Linked DNA regions of Ovis canadensis: region 2 is linked to region 1. Evidence: chromatin contacts called from public Hi-C data. All regions are on one chromosome and are shown on one strand. The core of a region is the stretch at or near the end of the contact, and the rest is flanking DNA. Distances in the headings are between cores, read along the strand shown.

Region 1 (7,131 bases), core at 1,405-3,904:
GGGCTCTGACCAGAGGAGTGACATGATCTGACATACACTGTTAAAGATGTTTGATGGACTGATTAGGTCATGGCATCTGGTCCCATCACTTCATGGGAAATAGATGGGGAAACAGTAGAAACAGTGTCAGACTTTATTTTTTGGGCTCCAAAATCACTGCAGGTGGTGATTGCAGCCATGAAATTAAAAGACGCTTACTCCTTGGAAGGAAAGTTATGACCAACCTAGACAGCATATTCAAAAGCAGAGACATTACTTTGCCAACAAAGGTCCGTCTAGTCAAGGCTATGGTTTTTCCAGTGGTCATGTATGGATGTGAGAGTTGGACTGTGAAGAAAGCTGAGCACTGAAGAACTGATGCTTTTGAACTGTGGTGTTGTAGAAGATTCTTGAGAGTCCCTTGGACTGCAAGGAGATCCAACCAATCCATCCTAAAGGAGATTGGTCCTGGGTGTTCATTGGAAGGACTGATGCTAAAGTTGAAACTCCAATATTTTGGCCACCTCATGCAAAGAGTTGACTCTTCGGAAAAGACCCTGATGCAGGGAGGGATTGAGGCAGGAGGATTAGGGGACGAAAGAGGATGAGATGGCTGGATGGCATCACCAACTCGATGTACGTGAGTTTGAGTAAACTCTGGGAGTTGGTGATGGACAGGGAAGCCTGGCGTGCTGCGATTCATGCGGTCACAAAGAGTCGGACACGACTGAGGGACTAAACTGAACTGAACTGAAGATATTCCTAGTTTGTAATATTTCCATCTCAGACAGGAGACTCAGACCTGCTTTGAGAGACCACGAGGGACACCTTTCTCTTCAAGCATGTTCAAATCCTGAGGTGAAGTTGAACTTTAGTGATTGATTCATCATTCAGATCAGTGACTGGGCTCCGCCAGAATACCAGAGCTACCTATGGCAGCCTTGGGGATTGAGGAATGAGTAACACAGGGTTCCTGCACTCAGGAAGCTCCTCTTACAGTGAAGAAATACAGACAACAAACACACAAACAAAGGATTTCAGCTATTGAGAAGGGCTGGGGAGAAAATAAAACCAAAGGAGATGGATGCAATGATGATGCCATCATAGAGGGCTACTTTAGATTCCAGTTGGCTTTTGAAATGAGGAACTTGAGCAAAAAGTGTTGCACATGTAGAGCAATTTATGGTATCCAGTTTCATAAAAAATATTATTATTCTGACTTTTTAAGCGAGAAGCTGATATTCCGTGAGATTAAACCACATGCCTGAGGCACTCGTAAATGACAGATCTGGGGGTCTGAATCCAAATTTTCTCTCATTTCCTGAACCAGAGTTTTCTCACAGTGTACACCACTATGGAATGTGACAGTAGGCCTGGGTAACCCTGGAGCGTGGGATGAAGGAATCCATAACGGTTAGGCAAGATGGGAAAAATGTGTCAAAGCAGAAAGAGACGCAAAAGAGCAAGGGCTGTAACTTGCTCCCACTAAGGTCACACAGGATGACTATCAGGATGTAGAGGAGCTGCAGTCCCCAAAGCCTCAATTCCACTGGGCTGAGAAAATCTCCAGCCTAATCTCAACAGAAGGGCCCTTGCCTTGCATGGATGCTCTCAGCAACCCGGGCTGGGGCGGGCCCCTGGTCACATGTGGTTTCAATCACTGCATTTATCTGCATCACTGTCATTGCATCTGGAAGATGACTGAAGCCTCATTTCTCTCCCAGGCCTGTCTGATTGTGCAGGGGGTGCACGTCAAATCTGGAAAAGCTATCTCATCTTTGGCAGGCCAGAGATAGGGCAAGACTTCAGAAAGGTACAGCAACATCCTACCAAGGCCCCTTCACCCCTTTATTAAAAACCAATCTGAAACAACAAATGTCTAAAATTTTCCACTTGATCATTTCACCCTGCCTCATTATAACCATGCCCTTTGTCCACACCCGCTGGAGGTTTTTTGTTTTTTTTTTTTTTTGCAGCCTTGGGGGAAGCTGGGATGTGTCTGTCCCTAGCTCTCAGTCCCTCCCATAATAAACAATCACTAAACAGCTTGCTGTCCTAGGCAACTGTTTGTCCCTTTTGGCCAGGCCCCTGTGACTTAGGTTGGGGAAGAGGGTGGGAGGTGCTCCCAGTAAAGCAGAATTTAGGTGTAAGGCCAAGGACTTGGCTTTGACCAGAAGCACTGTTTGGAAGCACATCTTTGCAGTCTTGGAGGATCTTTAGAGAGACTCTGGATCTTTATCTGATTTGTCCAGTGATGTGTCCCTGAGGGTAGGGGCTTATGGCTAGGGGAAGGAAGGAAGGACTAGCTGAAGGAAGCTTGTACTAATGGTGAAAAAGGTCATCTCCTGCCTCAAGTGTCTCATCTGCAGCTGGCCATTCTACCAGCCATCTATCCCTCAGAGACAGCTCCTTAAAAACCATTCCCCCTCCCCCGCAAAAGAGAGTAACATCACTTTCGGTACTGGGAGGAGCTTAAATCAACCGGGTTATTCTCGGCTATTAGAAGATCCTTCTTTTTTCCACGGTGTGATTGGATCTCTTGGAAGCTTTCTACAGAATAGACAAAGGGCTTTGGGAAGCTAGGAAAGGATGCGTGGAAAGTTACTGAGGATTTGGGATAGATGTCTTCTCTTAGTGCACAGCCAGACATGAAGAATTGAAACGATTCCTTTCGGTTGTAGTATTTCCTTTTCATTATCGGGGATTGGGGTGGTTCCTTGGGGGTAAGAAAAAAGAGATGGGCAATGCAGGAGACGCCGGAGATAATGGGTTCGATTCCTGGGTTGCGAAGATCCCCTGGAGGAAGGCATGGCAACCTGCTCCAGTATTCTTGCCTGGAGAATCCCATACAGAGGAGCCCGGCGGGTTACAGTCCATGGGGGTGGCAAAGAGTCGGACACGACTGAAGCGACACAGCACACATTTAGGGGATAAGGGACCTGTTTAAATGCTTTGTAGGAAGGAAAATTTGGGGCCCTCAGAGGGTGGAAGGTGGGCAGAGAGAGGTATCCTTCTGATCAGCGGTCGCTTTCTATGAAGTCTTTTTTTTTTTTTCCTTCTGCAGCCCAAGGGCTCGCCCCACTGCTCCACTTTTCTAGCATCCTTCTCCAGGAACCCGAACACTCCTCGCCGCCCGCTCAGGGAGGCGTTCCCGGCAAGCAGCCGAGGCGCAGGAATTCTCGAGGACGACCGGGGCAGCCGGAGCAGCGGGCCGGGGAAGCGCCCGCCGGTCCCCGCTTCCCCGGCCTCCGTGCGCCCGCAGGCGCCTCTGGGAGGCGCTGGTTTCCCGGCGCGGCGGCTGCAAGGTGGTGAGGCCCAGGCCGGGGTCCGGATCCCGGCGCGCCGAAGGACCGCGGACTCTCTCGGGGCAGCCCCGCGCTCCGCCCGCGGGGGCCTGGCCGAGGCGCCCCGGGGTCCCCGCGCCGCCCGCACCCCCAGCGCCGCGCCGGCGCCTCTGCCGGTGGCCGGGGGTTATGAATGGGCGCAGCGGAAGCACCGCCCCCCCCGGACGTGACGCTCGGCCAATGGCAGCGCGGGCTGCGTGGATGGATGAGGTCAGCGCTGTCGTGTCGGGAATGGAATGTGTAAGTGTAACATTCAGAACCGGGTAACATTCGGCGACCGAACGCGGCGGTCGGCAGCGATCGCGCGGGGGCCTTGGAAGCGCCGCTCGGGGCCGGCACTGCCCGCGGGGAGGACGCGCCGCCGCCGTCACCCAGCGCCGCCGCCGCAGCCTCCAGCCTTCTCCAGCCGGGCCGTCGCGCGTCCCGGGGGCCGGCCCGGCGAGCGCAGGAGTAAACACTGCCGGAGTCTTGGAGCTGCTGCAGAAGGGAATAAAGAGAGATGCAGGGATTTGTGAGGTTACGGCGCCCCAGCTGCAAGATGCACTAGCCGGCTGAACCCGGGGATCGGCTGACTTGTTGGAACTGGAGTGTTCTGCACGGGAGCCTGGATGAGTTGAAGTTGCTTTCCAGGGGCTCGTTTTCCACGCTGCCGAGAGGAATCCGAGAGGCAAGGAAATCACTTCGTCTTGCCATTGATTGGGCATTGGGAGCTTTTTTTCCTCCCCCCCTCTCTTTCTTTCCTCGGTCTTGTTGCATGCAAGAGAATTACAGTCCGCTGCTCGCCCGCCCTGGTGCGAGATATTCCGCCCCGCTCTCTCCCGTCCATTGTGCAACCCAAAGATGAAAGACCGAAGGGGAGAAAGTTAAAGAAATCGCCCACATGCGCTGGATCAGTCCACGGCTTGGGGAAAGGCATCCAGAGAAGGTGGGAGCGGAGAGTTTGAAGTCTTTACGGGCGGGAAGATGGCGGACTGGAGCTGAAAGTGTTGATTGGGAAACTTGGGTGATTCTTGTGTTTATTTACAATCCTCTTGACCCAGGCAGGACACATGCAGGCCAAAAAACGCTATTTCATCCTGCTCTCAGCTGGCTCTTGTCTCGCCCTTTTGTTTTATTTCGGAGGCTTGCAGTTTAGGGCATCGAGAAGCCACAGCCGGAGAGAAGAGCACAGCGGTCGGAATGGCTTGCACCACCCGAGTCCGGATCATTTCTGGCCCCGCTTCCCGGACGCTCTGCGCCCCTTCGTTCCCTGGGATCAATTGGAAAACGAGGATTCCAGTGTGCACGTTTCGCCCCGGCAGAAGCGAGAGGCCAACTCGAGCATCTACAAAGGCAAGAAGTGCCGCATGGAGTCCTGCTTCGATTTCACCCTTTGCAAGAAAAACGGCTTCAAAGTCTACGTCTACCCACAGCAAAAAGGGGAGAAAATCGCTGAAAGTTACCAAAACATTCTAGCGGCCATCGAGGGCTCCAGGTTCTATACCTCGGACCCCAGCCAGGCGTGCCTCTTTGTCCTGAGTCTGGACACTTTAGACCGAGACCAGTTGTCACCTCAGTATGTGCACAATTTGAGATCCAAAGTGCAGAGTCTCCACTTGTGGAACAACGGTAGGAATCATTTAATTTTTAATTTATATTCCGGCACTTGGCCTGACTACACCGAGGACGTGGGGTTTGACATCGGCCAGGCGATGCTGGCTAAGGCCAGCATCAGTACTGAAAACTTCCGACCCAACTTTGATGTTTCTATTCCCCTCTTTTCTAAGGATCATCCCAGGACAGGAGGGGAGAGGGGGTTTTTGAAGTTTAACACTATCCCTCCTCTCAGGAAGTACATGCTGGTCTTCAAGGGGAAGAGGTACCTGACAGGGATAGGGTCAGACACCAGGAATGCCTTATATCACGTCCATAACGGGGAGGACGTAGTGCTGCTCACCACCTGCAAGCATGGCAAAGACTGGCAGAAGCACAAGGATTCTCGCTGTGACCGGGACAACACCGAGTACGAGAAGTAAGTGACGGGCCTCAGAGGGTTAGCCCCGGGCCCTGCCCACCTGGGTCCTGCCCACCTGGGTCCAGGTGTGAGCTTGGGGAATGGGGGTGGGACAGGGGAGCCCCTCCGGTCCTCTTCCTCTTGCTCCAAGCCTGGGACCGAGCAGCCTGGTTCTCTGGTGTGTGGCTTGGAGCTGAAGACCCAGAGTTGGAGCTCCTCGGGCAAACAGAAAAGCCTGGAGCACTTTCTTGGGCCAAGTAGGTGACAGTGACTCCCTCTTGCTTGGAAAACCTTCAGGGTGATGTGTCTTCTATGAAAGGTGTGGGTTTGATCCAAGTTTGGAACCTGCGCTTCAACGGCGGAGCCAGGAGAGGGTTTGTGAGAGGTTATAGGGACCCCAGAGGCTCTGAATCCACCCAATCTAGGGACCTTCCACCCAAGATTGATGCTTTATTTGCTGTTCTCAGGAGGAGGGAGGGGAAGCTGCTTTCCCTGGGATTCTCCCACCCTCCAATTGTCATCTTTCCGTAAACCCTAAATGTGTGTTAGTAGTGAAAGTGCTCTAATTTTAGCTCCTAAACTTTCTGTGCCTGTCTCTTCCCTACTCCCAGATGGCATTGACTTTTATGAAGGGAGACTGTAAGCTGGTTAGGGCCTGTGATCTTGCACGCACGCATGCATGCATGCTTGCACTCATTCATGTGTGCTTGTTGGTGTGTATATATCCTGCCTCCCTCCCTGGGAGAAAGCTGTTTGTAAATCTGGGCCTCAGCTCTACTGCTGTAAACTCCAGTTGCTAATTTAGATTTCCTCTTCCCTTTTGTCTTTATCAATTTGCATGTAAATCGGAGACTGTTACTCTCTGAATGGGTGGTGAGATGCCTCCTCACCCTCTGGAGTGAAGCAAGTTTTGTCCAGTTGCTAAGTAACTGAGCTGGAGACTTTGTAGCCTTTCTCACTCTTGCTTTTCCTTCACAGTGATGGTAACTGAGACACTGGACTTGGGGGGGGGGGGGTCAAAACTAGTTTCCACCAATGGGCTTTAACTTGAGCTTGGAGGGTCCGTTTCCTGGTCGATGGGGTGGGAGCTCCAGTTACTCAACTTCTGTCTGGCTTTGAAAGAGTTAGTGAGCTCCTACGGTGCATTTCCACGTTACGCCAGTTAAAAACCAGAGCAGCCTTGTGCTACCCAAGGAAGCAAGGGGAACCTCTCCGCTAGTACAAGAGGAACTGGCAGAGGTTGGCGGATTTTGCAGTTGATTCATGAATTGCAGAATAGGGGGAACACTTCGCAGAACTGATTGGAACAGGAACGGAGGGGCATGGTGGGGAAAGGGCCCTGAAATGAAAGGTTTGATTGTTGTCTGTGGATTTCCTCAGACACTCAGGCCTCTTGTCGGAGAGATTGGAAGGGAAGTTCAAATCCTTCTGTACTTGATGTAGACAGTAAAGGAGAAGGGATCAAACACTGGGATTCCCCAACCCGCAGCACCTCTTGCCTTCAAGCATAAGCAAAGCCCGAGGCTGTAGGGTCAATTATGAATCTAAATTGTCCCCTGCTTCAGGGGCAGTTACCTGTGAATGTTGGGTGCAGCTGCCCTGGCTTCAATTTTTCTCACAAAAGAAACAAACTGTGGTTTGTAATGAACGCTTTGTTTACACGACATTTACATTGACCTATTCCTGTGGGTGCTTGTAAGAAAAAAATGCTCATAGCCTTTGAAGAATTTCTTTGTCTGGTTTATGGTGGAGTAACTCGAGATGAAGTCTTAACCTTTCAGTCTAAAGCAGTCTCACTGAATTTCGTAGAAAGAT
Region 2 (7,131 bases), core at 1,863-4,362, 260 kb after region 1:
TTTTACCCTGAGATTTGAGGGATGTGTTGTATTGTCACAACAAATTTCTTCCCTTTTAGTTTTACTTACATGTTTAGAAAAGTGAACCATCACAGAAATAACTGATGAATAGTGGATCCTCTTTAAACCAAGTTTTTCTTCATTTTCTAAACCTGATTTTTTTTTAAGTAAGAGACAAAGCCTTACAAAAGAAGTATGATGTTCTCTTTTGAAATCAGTACTGTTTCCAGCTTGGGGGCCATTGCTTCTTGTAATAGGGGTGACAGTGTGGCCTCATATGATTTCCTTGTGTTATATTCCATGGTAAGTTGGTTTTTCCCCTAAATCTTAAAAAATTAGTTCATAGTCTAAAGGATTATTATATTTGATTTGATTTTTTTTTTCAGAACGATGTTATTAAAAGTACTATTCACCTATCACAACCATATTTCAAGGAGAAAATATATTTAGTGTGAGGGAAAATGAATCGTTATGACAAAGTGATTTAAACTCTACCTTCCTTTTGCAAATGGAATCCATTAAAATACAGTTTAATCAAATAGGATTATTTTAAAATCAGAAACCTATATACCAGTATTTATATTCAACATTGAAATAGAGATACCATAAAATGAAATGTTATTTTTAAAATGGACTTTGTTCTTGCTATGCTGTTCTTCAGTAACAGCCCATATTTCCAGGGAGGGCTGGGAAGAAATTTACTAGGTTTGTTTGATTTTAATTTCCAGGCACTGTTTTTGAGGGGGAGGTAGATGTTTTGGAGGATTCCGATCATTTTCGGTAATTGACTTCGTCATACACTTGAGACCCTCTGCTCCAAAACCTGAATGGTCCTTTAACCAACCCTGACTCAAGAGATGAGCCTACAGCTCATCCTTCCAGTCCTCTGGATCACAGAGACAAACTGCTGTTATGGGCAAGAGCCAGCTCTTCACCGGTTGGCATTTCTGTACAGATACTACAGATTGGCAGGTTGCCTTCCTTTCCTAAAGTTCTTCCCCATTGGATGTAGAAGCAGGCTCAGACAGGTTAACCAGGGTTCATGGAGCTGACGGGAGGATCTGGGCCTCGAGAGGTGCCGTCCCCACTGGAGGGGATCAGACGCTAGGTGGGGGCCTGCAGATGCCGACAGGAAGTCCAGCCAGCCAGGCAGCACGCACACAGGGTTGTGCACAGTGAGGTTTCTGGCAGGCGCTTGTCACTCAGGACGTCCCGAGGGCCCCAGGACAGCTGAGTGGAGGAAGCCTGGGAGCTAACCTGTCCACAGAGCTTTAGTGCAGTCTGACACTGGTATCAGGCCATGCTTTTTGGGCTAGGATTTTGGCAGGACTAGAATTTGCCCTGAAAACATGTTTTTATTGTAACACATCAGCTGGTAGTGAGAACACTTGAAAGGGACTATATGGTTTCTTCCTGCCTAGATTGCATAGACGGTCAACACTGATTTACAGGCACCTGACCCGAGACAGCAGCCATATTGGCTGAAATGGCTCCCGAAGTGAAAGTGAAAATATTAGTTGCTCAGTCGTGTCGGATTATTTGTGACCCTTGGACTGTAGCCCACCAGGTTCCTCTGTCCATAGAAATCTCTTGGCAAGAATACTGGAGTGGGTTGCTATCCCCATCTTCAGGGGATCGTCCTGACCCAGGGACTGAAGCCGAGTCTCTTCATTGCAGGCAGATTTGTTACCGTCTGAGCCACCAGGGAAGTCCCAGGCCTTATCTTAAAAAAAAAAAAAACACGTGGCCTGGGGAATGTACTGATGGCTTACACTTGCATCACACGCTGCCCCTAAGCCTGGGAGTAGGGGTCACTCCCATCCCCGCCAAGGGGACTGGGGAGCCCCCGAGAGAAGTGGATGTTGAGAAGGATGTGGCCGCCACGTCGTGTGGGAACGCAGAGGAATGTCGCGTGTGTTTGGGTTGAGATCCACCTTGGGCTGTCTTCCATGAAGCTGTTGGCCCTAGACTAGGGCCCCATTTGTCTGGAGAAGAGTGTGGGCAGACATGCTGTTGGCTAATGGTGGTCCTTAGAGGCAACTTTCTGGGCCTGGAAGATCAAGTTTGGACTTGGTGTCTGAAACAAGGGGAAAGTCCAACTATAAGAAGCTGAGACAAATAATTAAAAGAGCTAATGACTTTGGTCATGGACTGAATCCCTGAATCTTGAACCCAAGCTTCTCAGGGCTTCTCTGTCAGAGGTGGATGGTTCTAGAACCTCTGGTGGAATTAACTTGCCAAGTGGGTGGTCATGGGGCTTTGAAAACCGTGAGTGAAGGGCCGGCACATTTAAATGGTAGAGCATACGAATCAGTTATTACGGGGTTGGTTGGTTAATACGTATGTTCATGTTTAGAAGAATGTATAGCCTCCCAATTAGCAGGGAGGCTTTAAAAAAAATAAAAGCTAGGAAGGGGAAATAAAAAGATGTGTTTAGGAGAAGTGGGTAGGCTTGAAGAAATGAATCTCTTAGATTGTTAAAGGTATAAGTCCAAGTCTCCAATCCAGCCAAGGTGTTAGTGACTGAAAATCATTATCATATGACCATTTGCTGTTTGGTGGAGTGTTTGGAATGAGCTAGTTAATCCCATTCCAATTCATAATGGGCAGGTAGCCAATTCATACAAAACACCTTGACAATCCATACTAATTGGTTTGTCTCCATGGAGCTGCCAAATTGAATTGCCCGTGGAGATGGGCATTTCCCTCAACCCACCTTCTGTTGCAACTCTCCTCCTCCTCCTCTCCCCTGCCACCACCACCCACTGCACACACACACACACACACACACACACACACACACACACACACACACAGTCCTGGAATAATTTTGCATTGAAATAACATCATTTTTTCCACTCATCTTTCTGGGCTATAAATTTCCCCAAGCTTTCTTTTTTAAAAGGAGTCGATTCGAGGTAAGGAAAGAAAACCAAATGCCCTCGGGACTTTTCAGGGTCATTTGTATTTTCAGACTTGCAGAGGGTAGTAAGAAAAAAAAGAAAAATATCTGAACAAAGCAAAAATGCACTTCATGTTTTGGAAGGCCAGGGAGGCAAATTCCCAGACAAAGATTCATGCAGCCTAGAAATAGTTTCAGAAAGATCTACCAACCCACAAAAACTTCTAGCAGCCCACAGAATCATTTCCAAGAATGGCTAATCATGTACTATTGAGAAATACCCCCAAAAAGGATAAAAATGTAGGTTTGTAACTTTGATCGATAGCTGGTTTTTGAATAAATAATTACCCTTTACACCTGAATGCTGGCTTTCCCAAGCAAGTGCTGAACCATTTCTGGGCTCAGTTGATCCTCTGGACATTTTCTAAGGGGTGGTAAGATTGACAGCATTCCCTCCGTTTGGTGAGTGTTCTGTTCTGCCGACTAGCTGGGCGAGCAGTGGTACTTGGGAGCAGTTAATTTTGAGCTCTGGAGCTGGACTGAGTCCTGTGATCTTCCCCAGCTGTGTGACCGTGAATAATCATCTAACCTCTCTGGGCTCCAGTGTTTTAATCAGCCATCTTTGTCCTAGGGGCTCTGCTTAAATGAAAATCATAGTTTATAATTCAATAACATGTTGTTAGTTTTTCAGTTTTAAAGGACTTTTGGTGCATTTAGGTTTTACCTAAGGAAGGGAAACTTCCATGTAATGAAATGCTATAACACCCCCTTCCTTTATTAATGTGATATGGCCCACCCCCTTCTGCCTCCATCTGAGGGTAAATTAAAGCAATATAACTCAGTGTAAACATTTGTCAACCCAGATGCATTTCTAGGCATCCGGTGTGTACAGACACCTGGTTATTTACACGATTTATACCATTAGTGCAGTCATCTTGAGATAGGATGAATTTCGAATCCCTGCTCCTCGTAAGCCTTGCTGAGAGTTTTGACAGTCAGAAATAAATAATCTTACCTTTAATTATCTCTGTCTGTAGAATGTGGTAGATAGGGAACAATGAGTATGAAATGCTGTTTTCTCTTAAGGTCCAAGAGAGATGAAAGAAATAGAGAAAGTTTTCATAAAGAAAAGACAAAAGGAAGTCATTTCTGACTAAGCCCACTAGACAGTTTTCTTACTCCCTAACGACAAAGCTTACATACCCCTGAAAGGCAAATGATCTGATAGGCTCCTCTTTACCATTGCTTGAGGATAGGGGGAGGTTTGCTCTGAGCCTCCACGAAAAGCCGCATAAACAGAAAGTGAAATTTACAAGGGATCCCAACAGAATCCACAAAGGTTGGCATGGGATGGGCCAGCATATGGAAGGCTCTCATCCTGACTCACAGACGTTCATTTGGGCTTCCATCACAATAATTCCTCTTTTTTGCAGATGAGTAAAATGACTGCCAGAGGCAGGAAAACTAGGAAAGAAACTTCAGCTCAGCTTCTACTCTTTTGAAAAGTCTTTGTCTTTCTGGAGAAGTGAGAGGGAAGTAGGGAATCTCTCCAGACTGCCTTAAAGAAAACCTGCAAGCCTTGGCAATCCAGTGCTGTCCTCTGGGTTTTCTTATTATCCACGTGCATCAGTTGCTAGATGAAGTCAAGAATACTTGTAATTGGGGAGAGAAAGAAAAACGTGTAAACCTGTTCCTTGGACTGAGAAAGAATGGAGTTTTAAAGAATTTTTCCTGATTTTTATGTTTTTGTTGTAGGTTTGAAATATATTCTTAAGGATTTTTTTTTTTTAATGTTGATAGAACACACTTTTCAGCATTACTTCTCTCCCGTTTGAGAGGACAGATAGGTATGGAATCACCTTGCTATGATGTCAGTGTAGTAAAATTCTCTACAACCAGTTGCTTGTGGAAGACATTGGAATAAATTGTTGCAGGTGCAGGCTGACTGGCAGCAGAAACTTTTTCCACCACATGTACGACTACTTCATCTTTTGGAAAACTGTATCCAGGTAGTAAAGGCTGGCAGTGATTTATGCTGACTCGGGCTATGGCTCCTTCTATGCATACGTGAAATGCCACCAGTTCTAGGGGGCTTCTTAAAGAACTCCACTGGGTCCACTTGGCTCATCCTTCTTCCCCAGCCTCCGTTAGTGACATGTCTGGGTTGTGATTTGAGGGTCTGCGGGAGGAAGGAGCCAGGATCTGGAGCCATCTGGAGCCTGGGCGAATAAGCACCGGGTGAACATCTGTTTGAAACTTTGTGGAAATATCTAGTACCGCTGATTTACAGCCCTTTGGGGAGTCTGTGTACAGAACCCAGACTCGAGAGGAAGCTGGCATCTGGCAGGAGTCAGGGAACACAATTGTGCTTGATTATCAGGATATGAGAAGTCTGTCTGGCCTTATATCCATTGCCAAATTGTAGATTTCTGTTTTTGGGGCCACACTGGTCCTCCCTGCCATCAAAACCAAAAAAAAAAAAAAAAAAAACAGTACAAGGTGGGGAAGAAAAGCCCAATCTTATCACGGAAGTGAAAGTCGCTCAGTCGTGGGTGAGTCTTTGTGACTGCATGGACTATACAGTCCATGGAATTCTCCAGGCCAGAATACTGAAGTGGGTAGCTTTTCCATTCTCCAGGGGATCTTCCCAACCCAGGGATCAAACCCAGGTCTCCCACATAGCAGGCGGATTCTTTACCAGCTCAGCCACCATGGAAGCCCAAGAATACTGGAATGGGTAGCTTATCTTTTCTCCAGGCAGATCTTCCCAACCCAGGAATCAAACCGGAGTCTCCTGCTTTGCAGGCGGATTCTTTACCAACTGAGCTCTCTCATGCTAAGTTGCTTCCATCATGTCCGATTCTCTGTGGCCCTATGGACTGTAGCGCGCCAGGCTTCTCTGCCCGTGGGATTCTCCGGGCAAGATACTGGAGTCAGTTGCCGTTTTCTACTCCAGGGAAACTTCCTGACCCAGGGATGGAACCCATGGTTCTCACATCTCCCTCATTAGTAGGCAGGCTCTTTACCACTAGTGCCACCTGGGAAGCCCATCGTACTCATATCAAAATAGACACAGTCACACAGAACTATCCCAGTAAAATGATCTCCTAAGGATTGTGAGCATATAGAAGCTAAGAGTATGCACTTTGGAGTCAGGTGATTCCAGTTCCAGTCTAGGCTCTGGCACAGAAGTAGCTGTGTGACTGTGGGTGAGTCACTTAACCTCTCTGTGCTTTTACATCCTCATCCCTACAGCTGGATATTAGTAATAGTGCTTACTTTTTGGAATTACTTTGAGATGTAGATGGAGTTTATGTATGTAAGAGGTTTAAAATAGCACCTGAGAAATTAAGCGCGATCTAATTATGTGTGTGTATGTGTGTGTATGTGTTTTCCGTGGAGTAGATAAGTATGATCATACCCAGGGCTATGCTCTGTCGGGAAAATGCCTTGAGTTATGTCATTTACCTTTCTTCCTCTGCCATCGCTTCCCTCTCCACCACTACCACCCCACCCAGACTGGCTTGCTTTCCCTTGATCTTTGAGGGTGTCAAGAATGTTCCAAGTTGGAGCTCTGCGCAAATACATCCCCCTTCCAGAATGGTTCTTCCCACACCCACTCTAGGAAGCTTCGTTGTCTTCAGCTTTTATGCCATGTCAATGTTGCTTCTTCAGAGAGGGCTTCCTTGACCCCTCAGTCTTGACTCAATATTGACCTTCTACCCAGGGTCACTCTCTTGCCCCCTGTTCTTTAGCCCCATTAGGGCGTACAGCTACAACGGACTATGTGCATTTCTCCAGGGTTTGTGTTGCACTATAGCTGATGATGTCCATGGAGCACGTCTCATTTTTGAGTGAGTTCCCATTGTAGGTCCAGCAGCCAGCCCAGGGCAGTGCCAGCCCATAGAAGGCACTCACTGAATGTCGCTCCTCAGTAAGTGACTGACCAAATGATGGGCTTTTCTAGATTACATTCAAGGTGGCCTGGGCAACCCCTTCCTTCTGAGCTGGTCACCTCAGATTCCTGTCCCCCTACCAGCCGTCTCGCTGGCCTCTCCCTCTTTTATTTATATTGTGGTAGAATTGAAAGAGAAGTCAGGGAAGTAATCGAAGTCCTCTTTCAGAGATAAGACATGTCCTCCTTTTCCCGCTTTGGTATCATTTTGACCATCTGGTTGGGAGCGAAGGAGGAGAAAGCAGAACCTACTGTTTCTGATCCGCAGAGTTCA

Evidence for each region. Hi-C and Micro-C count contacts between places; a contact is called where the count stands out from the background.
Region 2: a contact with region 1 is called in a Hi-C map of lung, with 4 times the contacts expected there. The contact joins the enhancer-like site here to the promoter of EXT1 in region 1. A contact is called at or near these places in 2 of 2 Hi-C or Micro-C datasets (fibroblasts and lung).

What each region holds. Positions count from the first base shown.
Region 1 is chr9:69,324,731-69,331,861 of ARS-UI_OviCan_v2, forward strand. It overlaps EXT1 (exostosin glycosyltransferase 1), which reads left to right and starts at 2,655. Exons shown (of 11, transcript XM_069600354.1): 1 at 2,655-5,334. The coding sequence starts at 4,373.
Region 2 is chr9:69,584,144-69,591,274 of ARS-UI_OviCan_v2, forward strand. All of the region lies in intron 1 of EXT1 (exostosin glycosyltransferase 1), which reads left to right. Among named protein-coding and RNA genes, the nearest start is that of EXT1, 260 kb to the left of the region's middle. Within about 2 kb of position 3,113, the one cell type or tissue checked has open chromatin away from gene starts, as enhancers often do. A contact at or near this core is called in fibroblasts, where this site is marked.